Regions from separate parts of the Rattus norvegicus genome. Here regions 1 and 2 are each linked to region 3. A link is a contact called in public Hi-C data. All regions are on one chromosome and are shown on one strand. The core of a region is the stretch at or near the end of the contact, and the rest is flanking DNA. Distances in the headings are between cores, read along the strand shown.

The links. Hi-C and Micro-C count contacts between places; a contact is called where the count stands out from the background.
Region 1: a Hi-C map of liver shows a contact between it and region 3, with 4 times the contacts expected there. The contact joins two enhancer-like sites. A contact is called at or near these places in 3 of 12 Hi-C or Micro-C datasets (kidney and liver).
Region 2: a contact with region 3 is called in a Hi-C map of liver, with 3 times the contacts expected there. The contact joins two enhancer-like sites. A contact is called at or near these places in 3 of 12 Hi-C or Micro-C datasets (kidney and liver).

Annotation. Positions count from the first base shown.
Region 1 is chr17:30,861,679-30,865,697 of GRCr8, forward strand. The region is part of intron 3 of Slc22a23 (solute carrier family 22, member 23); the gene reads left to right. Among named protein-coding and RNA genes, the nearest start is that of Psmg4, 60 kb to the right of the region's middle. Within about 2 kb of position 2,528, at least 13 of the 93 cell types and tissues checked have an H3K27ac peak or open chromatin away from gene starts, as enhancers often do. A contact at or near this core is called in liver, where this site is marked.
Region 2 is chr17:30,800,996-30,804,913 of GRCr8, forward strand. The region is part of intron 3 of Slc22a23 (solute carrier family 22, member 23); the gene reads left to right. Among named protein-coding and RNA genes, the nearest start is that of Slc22a23, 54 kb to the left of the region's middle. Within about 2 kb of position 2,071, at least 8 of the 93 cell types and tissues checked have an H3K27ac peak or open chromatin away from gene starts, as enhancers often do. A contact at or near this core is called in liver, where this site is marked.
Region 3 is chr17:30,641,511-30,645,584 of GRCr8, forward strand. No RefSeq gene overlaps it. Among named protein-coding and RNA genes, the nearest start is that of Slc22a23, 110 kb to the right of the region's middle. Within about 2 kb of position 1,876, at least 17 of the 93 cell types and tissues checked have an H3K27ac peak or open chromatin away from gene starts, as enhancers often do. A contact at or near this core is called in liver, where this site is marked.

The DNA of each region.
Region 1 (4,019 bases), core at 1,278-3,777, 220 kb after region 3:
TTCTGGCGTGCAGGTGTAATGCAGACAGAGCATATAAAATAAATAAATCTTTTTTTTTCCAGTACAATTCTTCTTTTTTTTTTTTAATCTTTATTAACTTGGGTATTTCTTATTTACATTTCGATTGTTATTCCCTTTCCCAGTTTCCGGGCCAACATCCCCCTAACCCCTCCCCCTCCCGTTCGATATGGGCTTCCCCTCCCCATCCTCCCCCCCATTACCACCCTCCTCCCAATAATCACGTTCACTAGGTGTTCGATCTTGGCAGGGCCAAGGGCTTCCCCTTCCACTGGTGCTCTTACTAGGATAAATCTTTTTTTAAAAGTTAAAAAATAATTCTTTTGGCTGGGTAATGGGATCTGATTCCCTCTTCTAGTGTGTGTGAATACACTATAATAACAATATAATAAATAAATCCTTAAAACCAAAACAAAAGTGCTATGCATTTACTCTGCCCAGCCCGGTTCTTGCCCTCAGCAAAGGCCTGGGCAGTATGAGGACACTTACCTCAGTTCTTACCTTGCTTCTTCCTTATGAGAGTTAAGGGAAGAGTCTCAATCACTCTCAGCCTTGGAGTTCAGCTGTGTAAAATGATCACTAGAAGTCATATCTACATCATAGAAGTATGTATTTTAAATGAGTTTAATGTATTTAAGCAGCCGCTTGTCAACACCCCAGCTTACCATGCTCAGAACACTGGTGATATGGTAGGTACCATATCAATAGGACATTCATCTTGGCATTCAACGTCCACATCTGTATGTCTGGTATAGACAGTAGAATGTGGTTTGAGGGAAATACTTAAAAGGTCCCCTGGCTTTCTTTCCTTTTCTCTGAAGGGAGGAAACCATTCTTTTCCAATCCTTTTAGTCATACCAGTCAGTTGGTAGGTCTTAGCTAAGAGGAAAGATGAAGTCCTCCTCAGGGAAGGAAGGCTTGGAGTTGTCGTGATAATAGCAGCTTTCTACCGTGGGATGCTATTTGGGACTCTGTGCCCAGCAATTTCAGGCTCTCTTGCTATAATAAGGATCCCACAATCACATGGCTGAAGGCCTGGTCTCCAAGGTCTCAGGGACTGTGTCCTTGCCCATGGCAGTAATTGTTAAATGTTGCCTATACTTCCAGGCACAGCCTGCAGAGAGTGGGACAGGAAGGAAAGAGCTGTGGGACACCAAGGGGCCAGAGGCAGCAGCTGCAGTTTTCTCCCTTGCTGAGGAAGGGGTGGGGGAGGTTTACAAACACAGAACAATCTTCTACGACCATGGTTCTCAACCTGTGGGCCGCGACCCCTGTGGAGGTTATGTATCAGATATATACATTATATATAGTTATGAGGTAGCAACAAAATAATTTTATGGTTGGGGGTCATCACAACATGAGGAACAGAATTAGGGACTGTCTAATTCCTAAGAACTGTCCTAAGAACATTTAGTGGGCTACCAGATGGGCTCAGTGGCCCGAAGCCTGTACCAGGAGCTAGGATACAGGAAGTGGTGCCTGGGAGAGCAGGGTCTCCCTTTACTTCCTCTTCTTCTTCCCCAGGCTGAAGTGGGCTGCTAATCTATCTGAGGTCAGAGGACAGGAGTCTGTTCACTGAAAAGCCCTAACCTGTGTTGTTAGAATGGAACTATGCCTTTGAATCAAGTTCAGAACTGCTCTTCCTGGATTCCTGTGTGAGAAAAGGCAATAGAAGGAAAGACACATCTGAGTGAGGGCTGCATGTCCAAGGTGACATGCCTTAGGAAGGGACCTGTGTGACAGGAAGGAGGGGCAGCTCATGAGCCTCACCCAATCTGTACCCTCACACCCTGGGGACAAATACTGACCCAGAAGACTGGCTTCCCAGGTAGCTTTTTCCTCCCTTTAGATTGCTCACCTGGGGCATGTATTGCAACACCACAAAGTCAGATCTCTGTGCAGTCACAGTTCAGACTGTCCCCTGTGTGGTGCAGCTACCAGACTCTGGGTGACTATCGTTTCCAATTTGCTCAGGGAAACAGAAGCGAGCACAAAGGTAGCTTTCCTAGAACCGAAGGTGCGAAGACTGTATTTAAACATCCGACTTCCCACCCCTCCTCCCACCCACACACCAGCCTTAGTCTTTACTTCAGCCAGTCCCCGAAAAGCACACTTTGTTCCAAGGACACGGATTCTAAGAATTTGTAATTCTCTGGCTTAAATAGTGTCAGCCAGTTAATATATTCCTTTATTGCCAGCCAAGCCAAATCCAGAAGAACCCTGTGAACTCAAAGAATTCCAGAACACTTTATCCCAAGAGCATGTCCTCTTCTCACTACCTTCTGTCAGCAGACACAGCATTTTAAAACAAAGTGGCTCAACTCGGCAGTCGAGGGCTTGCCCAGTGTGCGCCTTGTGAGGACCAGCTTCCACACCCAGTATCTCCAAAAATAAGTATTTGGTGAAGAATAAAGGCTGTGTTCTACTCCGAGCGAGCGTGCCATACGGAGTGGGGCTGGCTTTTCTACAATCAGTGTCAAAGGTTATGTGCGCCTTGTTGTTTGTTTACTTTCAACTAAATGCCAGGATCGCTGACTCCAGGGCAAAGTTAACTGACTATGTCTGTCTGTGGGGCTCCCTAGGATGTGGAAGGAGAATGTTAACCCCTTGCTTAACTCTGACAAGGTTCAGAAGCCAGGTGAATGTTTTGTCATTCCCACCCCAGAAGGAGCTCTGGGTTCCCGCTGGGGCTTCCCAAGGCATCTCAGCATGAATAGTTTAACACAGAAAGGTCCTGAGCCAGTGATCTAGAACCTAACAGGGATGGTCCCAGCTGTCACTTAGGGTACTGCTATCTACCACAGAGGTGCCGTTCATAAGCATGAAACATGGGGCATCTTTTTAAACTGTGTCCCGAGAGTATCGCTCAGCTGTACCGTGCTTGTTTGATATGTATAACTCCCATCATTGGAAATAAAAGAGAAAAGGTACATTATCTAAGCAACAGTTCCGCACTAAAATCAGCAAAGCATTAGGCTTTAACACGTAACAAGGACACATGTAAGTGGCCAAGGGTGAGTAAAAGGGGAGATACATTTTAGAATCTACACTTAGTGCGTGGACAGGCTAGAGGCATCTCTGGTAAGAGCTTTCTCCAGTCCTGGCCCCTGATGTAGAGTGTCCTTTTAGCACCTTAACAAGGCTTTTTCTGCAGTTAGCCAGCAGCTCTTATTACTAGACCACAGCACGTAGCTGCCATGAAAATGCTTCTTCATGGTGGGTCTGGATCCTCCTGATGGCTGCACCTCCCCCTCACCCCCAGACTCTCTGAGCAGCCAGCACGATTGGTTCCTGCTAGCTCTGCTTTGACACCACCACTTTAAGGGGCAATGTTTGAAATACGATCCACCTATGTGTCTGACCTTGCCTCAGTCCTGTGCTAGAAGCAGGGATTTCCAAGTGGGTGGGGCCTCAGGAGCTGTTTGTTCCCCTTTCAGACTGTCCCTCAAAAATCCTGGTGGAGTGGAGGTAGATAGGACGGAACCTCTTTTCTCTCTCCTCAACCTTCTAATTCCCGGTGTGAGCTGGGGCCACTTCTGAGGCAGGCTGCCTGGAGGTTCCATGTGCCCCTGATCAGCTGTGCTGCTGTCTCATCACAACCTGCCTTGGATGCGGTCCCTCTCCCTCCCCTCCCCCAGCCTCCCCAGACGTGTTGGCAACACAACTTACTTTTCTTCCAAGAAATTTGTGCCAGTTGGTAAAAAGGCAGGTTTTCTTGAGTTGCAGCCTCCGAACAAGTTCATAATTCCTCCAGAGCTGTCCCCACAGCCTGGACTCACACTGCCGTGGCCACGACTCCCGTTATTTATGGATCAAAGGCCTTTGCTCCATCTCACAGGATGTTCGAGTCTCAGAATGTTCAGCAGTCCCTCTGCCTATCAGCAAAGCATTGCTAGCATCTTGGCTACTTTTCTTAACTCTCTGACAGAAGCTGCCTAAGAAAGGGCTCCTTGGGGCTCACAGTTGGGAGGCAAGCCGTGCTGTGGGGGCCTAGAGTAAGG
Region 2 (3,918 bases), core at 821-3,320, 160 kb after region 3:
CACACACACACACACACACACACACACACACACACACACTTTAATTATTTTCCTCTGGCTCAACTTGGCATGATTAGAGAATCCACAGCAGGAGGAGGAGAGGAAGAGGAGGAGGAGGAAGAGGAGAAAGAAGAGGTGTGGAGACAGTGTGTGATGGGTACTGCCTATAACCCTAGTACTTGGGAGCTTGAGATAGAATGACTGCCAAAAGTTCAAGGCTAACCTAAACTGCAGAGTGAATTCGTGGCTAGCCTGGGCTATAAAATGAGAACCTATCTCAAAAAAAAAAAATGGAAATATTAAACTGGAGCACTTGCCTTTAAATCTTTTCCTCCGACCTGTCTATGAACATCAGAGTTCCTTATGTCACAATGGGGCAGTGAATAGTAATAGATATCGCTAGTAATGAAGTCCCTGTGTGGACAGGATGCTGTAGTACAGAGCACAGAGCACAGTGGACAGTGAGCTTTGCCATCCAGGACTACTCTTCTTAAACTACATCAGTCCTTCAAACAAAATTACTTTTGAAGGCCTATAGGTCATGTGCAGATGTGCTGTGTCTTCTGCACACTAAAAATGCAAGCCCAAGGCCTCCCTGAGAACCTCATGCCTCATCTTTGCAGAAGCTAGGAGACAAAAAAGTGCTTGGTTATCAAGGGCCTTTCAATTTGGTAAGGATAGATACATCTCAAAATCAGAGGAGGAAAACAAAACCAGCAAATACTTTGAGCCTTTGGCATGTTGAAATTATAGGGCTTAGCTGTATTCTCTACTGAGTAAAAAGCCTTACTAAATTGTATGGTTCCTTGTGGGCCAAGTTTTGTCATGCTGGAATTCTAATGCTGCCTCTGTACTTTGAAACAGAACAGTCTATACAGCAAAAGAATCCATAGAATGGTCTGGAAATCGATAGATCTGAGCTGTGGCTTGAGTCCCTCAGATGACTGTGACCACAGCAGATGACTTAAAATCTGCCAGCTTCTCCGGTTAGGGGATGGATTTTCTAATGTGTTCAAAGCATAGGTCCGTTCCTGGAAGAAATGGGGGAGGGGGATTAGGAAGAACAAACACCTGGAGAAGCTCTTCCAGTTTGAGTATTTCACAACCTTAGAATCCTAAACTCAATCACTAGCGTTGGCGGAATTCCATCCTGCGGAGGTGGAGGTCACATGGAGTGGCTGCAGAGGCCAGCCTAGAAGAGGAGAAGTGACTGGGTGGGGTTAATGGTTAACAGTTTGTCTTTCCTGTGGTCTAAGCCCTTGCTTTCCTGTCAACAACCTGGCCTCACCTGCCCCATCTGCATTTCCCTTCCTCACTGCACATTTACGGGTTTAGGAAAGTCCTGGGATCCGGTTAGACCCTCCGGGATTCTCTGTTCTCATCTGCAAAGACAGGACAGGACAGGACACAGAGCTGAAAACTGGAATTCCTAGAAAGAGTTTGGGATACTAAGAAAGCAATGTACGACAGACTCTTGGATGCCTCCCCCACTCCCCGAATGAAAATAAAATAATGAAATAAATCAATCACTTTGAAAACAAATTAAGAGTCCCGGCTTCTTGAAAACCTTCAAACATATGTGGGGGAAGTGAGACCATACCTGGTTTGCCAAGGTTTGCTGTTAATGAAATGAAAGCCATAGTCTTGCCTGAGAAGACAGGAATCCACCTTAAATTATATAGCGCCATAGAACTGTGCTGTCAGTGACTCTTATTCAAATCACTGTGCCATGCCAGATTTGTTCTGTTTCAAATGATTCTTTTTTGGCAGCTCATGTAAGACCTACTTCTTCCTTTATTCCTTCTGTGTGAAACGTTTGAAGGCCAGGGAAATAGTAGCTTGTCAACTTGGGTATATATTAAACCCTAGGCGCCATCAGGCTCTGAGGTTTCAGAGGCACACACCTTCCTGTCTCCCAAGACACTCAGAGTTCAAGAAGGGAAGATCAGGAATGTACTCTGATTGGACTAAGAGCATTTGCATCAGAAAGAAACTACTGAACTTTGGCTTTTGTGTTCATTATCTGGTTCTCAAAGACCAGGGGAGCCCAGTGCCTTCTGGGTACTGTGGATCATTAGAGTTTGGCTGGAGCCTAGTGCATTTTGGGTACTGAAGGTCATTAGAACCTGTCTGGAGGCTAGAACATGACTAACAAAACCTGAGAAGTCTCCCATGAACTTAGGATAGTAGCAAGTCAATGAAGGAGCCCAAGCAAGAGAGGAAACCCTTTAAATGTTTGATTTAGAGGAATCACTCGGGCTGTAAGCAGTTGTAATCAGGCCAACCTTGCCGGCTGAGCTAGAAACTGAGAGCCTGCTGCAGTATCTGTGTAAGGAAGAGGAGATAAATAAAGGCCAGGGCAAAGTGGGATCCATAGACCAATAAAAAAAAACTGAAGTATGAGGAGAACACAGAAAGATGAACACATAACTGCTTGCACCTGGATAGATGCGAATATGTATATGCATACGTGTACATGTATATGCATACGTGAATGTGTGTGTTTCCCTCAAAGTATAAGAGACAACTTTTGATCCCATGTCCTACTGAGTTTGAAGCTACTGACCGTCCTTTCTTCTGTGGGGTGTGGGAAGGAAAGATGATGATTTCTGTTTTAGGAAGGTGATTCCCCCGCGAGCATCTCCCAGCTTAGCTTTAGAAATGACTTCCAATTCCAAGTCCCAGCAGCAAGGAATGTGGGGCCTCAGCATAAAGTAGCAGCTGAAATCTGTGAGCAAAGCTGAGATCACCTAGAGATCAGGGTGTGGGAGAGTGATGGGTGCAGGTAAAGAATCAGTTGAGCAAGACAGAAAAGAATGCCCTCACTGGCCACTGGTGACTCAGATAAGCTGGTACACAGGGAGCCAAGGAAGGGGCAGCATGTTTTCAAATGATGCAATTCATGGAACAGTGTCCTTTGGATGAAGCAATAAGCATGTCAGAGGTAATTGTGGCAAAGGCAACTTTAATTCAACTTAGTGAATAGTATGAGATACTTCAAACATAGGGTTTAATTCATGTCAGCCTCAGAATATTATCTTGTTCTTGTGTCATATGTCTTGCTAAGTAACTTATAATGATTTTCAACTGTTGTAAAACATATATACATCAAATGTTTTACTGTTTCAACCATTCTTAAGCATCATAATTTATACTTAATGTGACTCATCCTTATCTTTGTACAGAAGAATAATTTTTGATATTAGCAGTAGTTTGTTATTATTGGGTAGAAAAAACTGGATTATAAGGCATGTCAATAGTGATTTTTCCCTTCAAGTCCCTGAAGCGCATTCCTACGTGCTTCATAGACATCTAGACCCATAGCCCAGGTGCAGTTGTATTCTTGCTTGATGTTGTCCATACTTGAAAGGCAACGTATGACAAATCGCTATGCTCACCACTTGCTTTTCTCCTACATGTACCCAAGTATGCACACACGTACACACACACACACACACACACACACACACACATACACACGTATGACTCCATGTAAACAGCTCATAAAGAACTGGATCTAGCCAGCATTTGGACCATAACCCAATCCCACTGCTCTCTAGTCTTGAATGAGTCCGTTTTCTCACCTCCAAGAGCTCATGCCCTACTTCACTCCCTAAATTATTGATTCTTGGTGTCGTAAGTATGCCAGTCATCCATTTCTTCCATATTTTTATTTTATTTTTCATGATACCTGGGGGGAGGGGTTAATTGTATCAAACCAGTGCTCTACCACTACACTATATCCCTCACTTCCTGAAGCCTCCAGCAGCATGTTGAATGTGTGTGAGTATGTGTGCCTCTGTGTGCTCGTGCGTGCGTGTGTGTATGTGTGTGGTGTGTGCGTGAGTGTGTGTGTGTGGTGTGTGCATGAGTGTGTGTGTGGTGTGTACGTGAGTGTGTGTGTGTGGTGTGTGCGTG
Region 3 (4,074 bases), core at 626-3,125:
TGACTTTTGAAACTGCCCCAGAGCTCCAGTGGCCATGTATTAAACATCATTTGGTCTCCGAAAAAGGACATCTCTGGGGGCAAGACATCTAACAAAGTTGGGAGATCTATATGTATTGAATAGGACAGCTGCCTTGGGCATGGGCTCCTGGTCAGTAGTGCTTTCTCAGAAGTAGCATGACATAGTAGTTCTCAGGGGAGCGTTTTCCAAAACCCAGCACTGGTGTCCATTTGTTAAAAACAAAACGATTCTGTGAAATAAGTCACGCACATGGACACAAATAAGTTCTCAGCTACATGAGGAATCTGACAAATGACTTTCAAGAAAATAGAATGGGACAGCAGTGAGTAAGACCTGATAAGGGTGTTGGGAGGAAGGAAGGAGAGTAGACACGAGGAGGAGCATCTAAGCGGAGGGTAAGGTCCTCCAGAGCTCAGTTGCAACAGTGGTTGACAATAATTAACTTGAGTATTTCAAAACAGCTGGTAGCCAGAGATGTAGCTGAACAAAGAGAGAGAGGGAAGAGGGGGGAAGGGGAGGGGGAGAGGAAGAGAGGAGAGAAGAGACAGACAGACAGACAGAAACAGAAAGAGACACAGAAACAGAGAAAGACAGGGAGAGACAGGCATAGACAGAGGTGACTTCAATCATTTGACCTCTGACATTTTTATTATGTATTTTGTGTGTGTGATAGAGATGGGAAGCTATGGTGTACATGTGGAGATCAGAAGACAAAGTGTGGGAGTTGGTTCTTTCCTTCCACACTGTGGGTCCTGGTGATCCACCTCAGGTCCTCAGGCTCGCTTGAGGCAGACATCTTCACCAGCTGAGCTATCTCACAGGTTCTGACAGGATTTTGAACACTCCCAACACAAAGAAATAATGAAATGTCTGCACTAGGAATGCAGTTATCTAAAATTCCTATGTCTTATCTTCCCAATCTTCCCCCAGCAAGCTGTGGAGTATGACGGTCCTATGTCTTGTGTCCTGCTCCCAAGTACCTGTCAAGGGCCTTTGGTGGAACCTTTTAGGGCAGGGATAAAGATAGAGGAAACTCCTGTCTGAAGGAAGAGCTAGCTCATTTGCTCTCTCTCTCTCTCTCTCTCTCTCTCTCTCTCTCTCTCTCTCTCTCTCTCTTTCTCTCTTTTTCACCTGTCTGGCAGAATGTCCTCTTTGCTTTCCTGGTCAGAGGACAGGGATTGGAAAAAAGGCACCCAAAGCCTTGTTGCTGACGCTCCTTAAACCTTCCGTAGTCCTTCTCCACCCAGGTTCTTATGGAGATTGCATTCATCTGACTGTGGTCTATTCTGTGGTCAAAGAGGCTACAAAAACATCACATCATGGATGCAGGGTTATGACTAGGAGTCCCTTCAAAACTCATGCTATCTTTGCTTTATCCAGACCCAGGGAGAAGGGCTTTACTTGGAAAACAAGCAAGTTCTTTCAGAAGGCATTGCTCTGTGAATGACAGCTCTGCTACTTCTTTGGTTGGCAGCTGGTAGATGCTCTGTGACCCAGAGCAGATCTTCGTGTTCTAAATTCTGGGGTGACCCGCTTTAACTCTTGGTCACAGACAGTGGTGGCCAAACTTCTGTCCTCCCTGCCCGGCTGGCTACTTATGCAGTCATTGAGAACAGAGCAGCTGCAATAGAGTCACCACTTGGAAACTGTCCAAATTCAGACCATGCAGGTCAGAAACTCCAGCAAGCCCTGCGGGGGATTCCCATGCACACTAATGGCTGGGGAAACAGGCTGACATAGGCTGGCAACTAGAACAAGAACTGAGCTTAGAGGATCGGTACCCCTACCCTACAATGTGCTGACTTCCTGATTACTAGCATCTGAGGGTGGAGGGCTAGTCAGGTCAGGCCAAAGTCCCCAGGGGATGGTCAACACAGAGTATTGAACAAACACCACATGCTGCAGACCTGAGGCAGGTTAAGGTAAGTCATGCGACAGAGATCAAAGGGCAACGACCCCTTGGGGATTGTGAGTAGAGCTGCCGGCCCACCTGAGCCACCTGTGGCTTGGGCAGTACACAGTGTCCCTGACACTGTTGGTCCTCAGCCGGGACAGATAGAAACTGCCAGAGAATTTCATGGCAGAGACACATGCCTGCATCTCTCTGTTTCCTCTTATGGAAATGGAAAAGTCTCTCTGCGCTATAACCACAGCAGTGGTTTGTGGGAAGTAAGGGCAGAGAAGCAAAAGCTGTCAGAATTCCTCAAGTTGGAATGGCAGATCGCCAGGGAGATCATTGCAGCAGACACCTGTGTGCAGGGTAATGACATCCATGACAGTTGTCACTCGATGAAACATACAGAGCAAAGAATGACATGCTACAACTGTATTTGTTGCTTAGCGTGGTGCAGAGAGAACTGATTGATTCAGCAAATACGGCATCTTAGGCTAAAAGACAAACCCTCCCCATCTGAAGCAACAAGACACTAACCAGTCTGTTTGTAGAGAGCAGAGGACAAGGACAATCTAGAAGGCAGTGCTCAGTGGGATTTCCTTTGTCATAGCTCCAGGACCGCATGGAGACAGGGTGACCCATTAGAATGTTAACAATAAGATTCAGGTACAAGAAAGGAGTAGTTCAGACTGCTCAATAGTTACACTGTCCTGTCTCAGCTCATGAGAAGATAAAAGAATAATCCAATGGGGCCCAGTCTCCTCTTCTGTCCCAGAATCCCCTGCCTTAAATTTCCCCTTATTCCTCAAGAATTCAGCTCAAGTTGGGGAAACAAGCAAAAGCCTGATGGTCAGACTCCAGGCTAGTCGAGCTTCCGCCGTCAGTTTTCTTCCTTCCTCCTGGGAGTCCAGGCACTTACAGCCCTGTGTGACTGACAGAACTGAGGTCAAATGAATATCCCTTTGGTAGCTCACTCACTTGCTCTTTGCATACCTGGCATGTACAGGACATTGTGGGGGCAGTGATGAGCTAAACAGACACATTCTCACCCTCGGGGATGGGAGTCACCATCAGAGGCACATAGATGTCAATCACACAGGTCGATAGATGTCAATCACGGGAGTCGGTCCGTCTTCCTAAGAAGTCTGTTGCTGGGTGTTACCTCCATGACAGACCTTACTTCCAGAGCCCATCAGATTTAAATTGCTTGCTTTCCACCTATTTATCGTGGACCCTGTCATTCAGAGCATTGCTGTGTTCTAGGCACCATTTTAAGTTCTTTATGTATGCTTCCCATTTGAGTCTCATGGCAGCATTGTGGCAAAGGGACTTGAGCCCTTTCAACCTTGTAGATGAGGAAACTGAGGTGTGGTCAGATACCGTGAATAGGCATGGCTGTCTGTCCTTCTGCTCTCTGTGTCTTCACACTGGTCACAACCCTCCTGTGCCTCTCCCAAGGTGACTCCTGGGAAGCTGCTGTTTATCTTACAGAATCAGAGAAGAGCCTTCAGCATGGCTCCAGGATCCTGAGGGCTGGTCACAGATTAAATCATTCTTCACTTCTCTCACCCCAGGTAGTCAACAGCCCAGAAATGACTAGACTTTGAGGAACGTGCTCTCCCACTGCGGAGATGAGCTCCCTGAGGAAAGGTGACCTTTGTTAAGCATCTGTGGCACTTATTTCCTACATACTGTCACAGAAGCGGCTCTGGTGTCCTGATCCAGAGGCAACAGTGACTTCTGTCATTTCAAGCAGCCTCAGGAAATTGTTTTACTTCTGAGCAACAACCATTGGAGGTCAGGAAATCAGGAAGAAGCACCTTTCAGGAGACTATTTCTGGACTATTTCTGGTCCCTTGATGCTACCAGTGCCATTTCCCAGTGGTACAAGCAGACCTAGGCTCCTATAGTATACAGTATTCTCTATATCCATAGACACAGTACACACAGGCACAATTCAACCATCCACCAGCCATGTAGTTTCAATTGCCACGGTAGAGTGGAAATGGTGCTACATGCATGCACAGAACATAGAGAGGAGGATATTAGGCATCCTGCTCTATTGATCTTCGATTAATTTCCTTGACATGAGTTCTCTCACTGAACATGAAGCTTGCCTGGCAAGCTAGCTCCTGGAATCCACCTGTGTCCACTCCCAA